Linked DNA regions of Mus musculus: region 1 is linked to region 2. The links are chromatin contacts, called in public HiChIP or PLAC-seq maps. All regions are on one chromosome and are shown on one strand. The core of a region is the stretch at or near the end of the contact, and the rest is flanking DNA. Distances in the headings are between cores, read along the strand shown.

The links. HiChIP or PLAC-seq counts read pairs in DNA pulled down with a chosen protein or histone mark.
Region 1: a contact with region 2 is called in an H3K4me3 HiChIP or PLAC-seq map of bone marrow-derived macrophages, with 5 times the contacts expected there. The contact joins two enhancer-like sites. A contact is called at or near these places in 2 of 15 datasets of contacts at CTCF or cohesin (large pre-B cells and pro-B cells), 4 of 484 Hi-C or Micro-C datasets (the HPC-7 cell line, bone marrow-derived macrophages, cerebral cortex and 1 more), 7 of 115 datasets of contacts at active chromatin or transcription factors (the NIH/3T3 cell line, bone marrow-derived macrophages, embryonic limb bud and 4 more) and 1 of 9 other capture datasets (embryonic stem cells).

The regions. Positions count from the first base shown.
Region 1 is chr1:177,130,281-177,133,059 of GRCm38.p6, forward strand. It overlaps Akt3 (thymoma viral proto-oncogene 3), which reads right to left. Exons shown (of 13, transcript NM_011785.4): 2 at 691-816. Among named protein-coding and RNA genes, the nearest start is that of Akt3, 120 kb to the right of the region's middle. Within about 2 kb of position 1,416, at least 9 of the 459 cell types and tissues checked have an H3K27ac peak or open chromatin away from gene starts, as enhancers often do. A contact at or near this core is called in bone marrow-derived macrophages, where this site is marked.
Region 2 is chr1:177,701,246-177,703,945 of GRCm38.p6, forward strand. No RefSeq gene overlaps it. Among named protein-coding and RNA genes, the nearest start is that of 1700016C15Rik, 27 kb to the right of the region's middle. Within about 2 kb of position 1,351, at least 191 of the 459 cell types and tissues checked have an H3K27ac peak or open chromatin away from gene starts, as enhancers often do. A contact at or near this core is called in bone marrow-derived macrophages, where this site is marked.

The DNA of each region.
Region 1 (2,779 bases), core at 166-2,665, 570 kb before region 2:
AATTTTGACCCCATAGAACAGACTGCACCTAGTTCTTCTCTATGCCAATTTGAACTTGAAACTGCTCTAGTTCTGGATAAACACAGGAGGATCTTTTACTTAGATAAGTAGGTATAAACCATTTAAAGCTTGGTCAAATATGAAAATGAAAATAATCGTTATTATCATCAAGGACACCTTTTAATTAAGCAAATTCAACAAAGACAACATTTCTAAGTAAACTATGAGCATTTTTTAGATAGTCTTAAGAAATATGAATATAACTAAAAATATAAAATAATCTCAGGAAATGATTTCTAATAGACAAACATTTATATAATAAGACAAACAACCAAACACTGTGACAGGGAATCCTGTGAGATAATGCAGAAAGGAGGATAACATCTTACAACCCAGATCATAGGTCCTTATTTACATTTTATATAAAAAAACTTAAGTTGTGTACGTGGGCAATTATATTTAATATATTACATTCAACTCTAAATACGAAAAACAGTAAACTATATTGCACTGCATAAGATTATAAGTCCCTGTCATAAGGAGTTGAAATTTCTTACAGAGTTGATCATTTCTTTCCATCAAGTGTAGATAAACTTTCATGCTGGTTTCTCAGATCCATACACACACCTGCCACATAACATCATGCAGATAAATGAACCCACAGTGAATTAACAATTGTTAATCACTTACTTGCCACTGAGAAGTTGTTGAGGGGATAAGGTAAGTCCACATCTTGAGGTTTCTCCTTATAGCCTATGAATGAGCCATCTGTCTTCAAAAGGAAGTATCTTGGCCTCCAGTTTTTTATATATTCTCCTACATGGAAGAACACACATGTTAATGCCAAAAACGAAGTAATGTTTAGGTAAGAAAAGAAATTATGGTATAACACATCCCATTAACACTGACCTGCAAAATTTTAATGATGTAATTTTCTTTTAACTTGACTTACAAAAGAAAATAAGTCTACAATTAAATTTAATAAACCCCAGACACTTTGTTTTTAATGATTCCATACTTTGATTATTCATTTGGACTGTTATTCCTTCAGAGAATCATTCTTCTGAACACACATTTTCTTCAGTTTTCCAATTTATCAGTTGACTGTTAAAGCATATTTTTGGCCATTTTATAAGGCCCTAGTAATTCCATGAACAGTATTTATGAATTGCAGGGAAAACAGATCATAAGCAGAGTGTGAAATACATGTTCCACTTTCATGATCAATAATACTCCTTTTTGGCTTTTGTTTTCCAAACAAGGGGAAAGAAGCTAACTCCTTTACCTTTTTGTAAGACAAGGTCTCACAGGATTACCTCAAACTCAATCGTCTAGCCTCAGCCTCTAGGATTATTATAGGACGTATTTCCTTGTTAATCTTGACCTTAACTTCCTCTTTCTAGGAAAATAACCTTTCACACAATGCTGTGACCAGTCACAAAACTGAAAGAACATGAGTTAATAAAGCTCAAAAGCACACCACAGTTACATACAGAAAAAAATGCAATACAGTATAGTTATAAAGCATGACTAACTCTGTATAAATATGCATTTTATTAGATTTCCATATGAGCTCCACCTAACTACCAAAATAGACCCAATTTGAACCAGCAGCGCCTTAATAGCTCAATGGCAAGCGAGGCATAGCAGTTCACACCTGCTTTCTCAGGACTAGAGGAGGCTAAAGCAGGAGCCGCCATGAATGCCAGGTCATGCTGAGCTCCAAACCAAGATTTGGGGATGGAGGGTTTTGGAGTAAGTGCATTAGCAAGGGAGGAAGGAAGAAGGGTGGAAGAAAAAGAAAAAAATGCTGAAGGGGAGGAGGGAACCATGTGGTCTTCTGCTATTAGGAAGTGCTGAATTTTAGAACTACAAAAATCTGAAATTTTTACATTTGATACAAAGCAGCTTTTCTTTCGGCCAAGTTTCAACCTAGCACTTGACTTCTGGCATGCCTTATACTACTAGTAGTAAGTCAGAACTTCCTTAGTAGCTCCCTGACAGCCTTACCTAACTGACCCATTACTGCTTTACATCCAGCCTGTTAATGTTCTCAATTGCTTTCCCCAAACCTCACCACAGCTTCTACTAACAAATCACCTCCAGATTAATCTTATCAGAGTGTAGACTCCATTGCTTTTCCCCTCATCCTGCTCTAACATATTTTTACACTAAAACAACCTGATGGGCATGTGCAGCAACTCTCAGGGGACAGAGACAGGTGGATCCCTCTGAATTCAAGGCCAATCTTGGTCTATAGAGTGAACTCTAGGCCGGCCAAGGCTACAAGGTAAGATCCTGTCTCAGAAAACAAACAAACAAACAAACAAAACCAAAAAAGCAAACTTACTACATTTAATGTAACATATATTTACATATATGTATCATGTTTATACATGATATATGCATACATAGTTTTTTCCTGAGCAGCATGGTGGCATGTAACCCTAGCACTAGGAAGGCAAAGGCAAAGGACGACAAGTTAATACTACACCTGACCTCTTAGTAAAAAAGCAGCATCATTGTATAGCATTTCTACCTACACCTAAACACAAATAGCTGGACTTTCTTTTCTGTTAATACATTCAATCTATTAGAGTATTGAAACTGAATTATTAGAAGATTGAAATATAAGAAGAGAATAAAACTCAAGTGGATAACTGAAGAAGGACGCCTATTCAAATAGCTGTTAGCTTACTCAGATTGTATCTTGAATAAATCTTGCATACTGTACACAGTTTTAAAAATCATGTATTAGTCATACAGATACTGGTTTACT
Region 2 (2,700 bases), core at 101-2,600:
TATATAGATATAGACAATAAAGCTGTTTTCTATACAGTTACTCAAATAAGGATGTTAAGGTAGCAATAAACCATGCTTAAGGCTGAGAACCTATGACCTTAGTATGACGTTTCTCCTTTCCCAGAGGTTTCCTGAGAATCTCACAAACCAGTAACTTTTGCTAACAGTGAGAGCATCTTCATTTTCCATGCAAGCCTGGGACTCAGGGTGTCACCCTGTCAGCTGTAATCTTGTTCATGTCCTCCAGGAACTCACTACCCACCAAAACTCTGGATATGGCCGTTGTAAAGTAAAACTGAGCTCCATTTATCTATCTATCTATCTATCTATCTATCTATCTATCTATCTATCTATCTATTTACACTCCAGCTTTTATCCCCCCCACCCCCGAGCGCCCTCTTGAGACACTCACATTCCAGTGGGCCATATACTTTCCTCCTCTTATAAACCCCAGCTCGGAGACATATCTGCTCTGCATGAAATCTTTTTTACAGCGAAATCAATAGTACTGCCTCACCTGTGTGCAGAGCTCTGAAAAGAACTCCGGAGGCCTGGCGGCAGGACGTGGTGGCTCACTCCTCAAATCCCAGCCCTCAGGAGGCAGAAGCAGGAGATGACTGTAAATTCAAGGCCCGCCTGGTATACACAGAAAGCTTCAAGTCAGTCAAGGCTCTACAGTGAGGCTCTGTGTGAAAAAGAACACCATGGCTGCTGCAAGCAACAACATAGACATATACATGCCTCCTGTTCCCTAACCACTGATGACATCACCACCTCAGGCCTGTCACACAGGGACCCAAATTTAGACATGAGCTTTGGAGGGGACATCCTTATGTGGGCAGCATCGGAATCATGAGGGCATATGATATACAGTATACAGGGGTGTGACATGAGACAGGACTGAATACCCCAGCTTAGGGATGGAGACAGGGGACCGGCTGCTCATCTTAGCCTACACATTGAGACATTACTCTTAGAAATAGGAAAAAGGGGCAGGGTGAATAAGTAATTGTTGCAAGTAATAAGAAAGCTATTTCCTAATCTTAAAGTGACAAGTGTTAGGCAAGCCCAGTTTTACTAAGGTCTTGAGTTCGTTTGATAGTGAAACTTCCCAAAATGCTAAGGAAGATGGCTACCACATCTTCAGCATGCAGGGGCAGACGACAGCCCAACCGACCCTGTTCCCCCCTTAGTCTGACATCTTGCATGGAGGATAAGACTTTACTAAATCCTCTCCAAGTTCCAAGGGATCCTGTGAGAAGGGGGCTTTCACAGGGTCACACAGAGTTCTATGCTCTGTCCCTGAAGCCATCTAAGAACTGCAATGAGCCACAGTAGCCCCTGTGTGGCAGCCTGGCGTCAGGTCATGATTGAGAGTAAAGTTCTCCTTGCTTCCCTCTGTGGTTTTATACCCTGGGCAATGAACCAAGGGGAGCCCAGGAGCTTCTGCGAGGCGTTGCAGCTCCCACCCGCAGTGGCCCCTCTACAAAGGCCATGTCAGCGACTGATGCCTGCAGGGGCTCCTTCCTCGCCACCACCTCACTTGCTTCCGTTCTTCCCTAAGTCGCTCCATCTCTTCTCTTTCCAACTAGCCTGTCTTCCCACCCTTTGCTGACTCCGAAAAATGTGGGTCTCCACTCGGGCAGCAAACCACAAGAAGCCTCGAGTCTGCCTGGGCACAGAAGAAAGATCTCTTGGAAGAGTCCCTTGAGCACTAGTTTCTCAAATTAACAGGGTGGGAGAGAAACGAATCCGAGCAGCAGTGGCGGCAGAAAATGGGACATTGCTGCCACCTAGAGGCAACCAGCCTCAAATTCAGAAACTCTGGACCAGCCCAAGCTTGCTTGAAAGCCCTCCCTTGGGAGCCAGACAAGTCAGTAATGAAATTTCCAGGACGAGCAGGAGGCATCCCTGTCTCTCATCCAGCCATCGAATCTGTGGCTACAACAGTCTACAACAGACTTGAGAGTCAGTAGCTCTGTAAGGAAAGATGACTCGGAGACAAAGGGATGCATTTGACACAGGGACGAGAGAGAGGAGAGAGAGAGAGAGAGAGAGAGAGAGAGAGAGAGAGAGAGAGAGAGAGAGAGAGAGAGAGAGATTGTCTTGGGATTGTCAGAGCCTGCCCTGCTGGTCTGCACAGGTTTTCCCCTAATGGCCCTGGGATTCACAATACTCCAAGGAGCAAATGAATAGGGAAAATAGAAACCTCTATGAGGATGGCTTTGGCCTTCCTCTGAGTCCCCAGTCACTTCTGCCAGCAGCCGCTAGAGAACAGGATTTAAGTATTCATTGTTGTAATATTACATAATTTGTTTCTCTCTCCTTCCAAAAATGGAGTACGCTGAGCAGTTTTCCCTGAGTCACTGAGTCATGGAAAGTTTACCATTAGTTCTGCTTCCTTCCTAATGACTAACACTTTCTTAAGAAAGTTTTCAAAGATGGATAGATGACTCAGCAGGTGAAGGTGCTTGTGGCACAAGCCTGACTAAGTTCAGTCCCCAGAACCCCCTTAAAGGTGGAAGAATATGACCGCTGGCACACTCTACAGGGCTAAGGAGCAATATGTGTAATACATCTATAAGATTCCAAATGAAAAACACACTGTATTCATGCTATAGATTTCCAAGCCTTCTTGGATAATACCCAGTAAAAGCACAGTACAGCATGCAGATAGAAGATCTCCAGGAGACAGGTGTA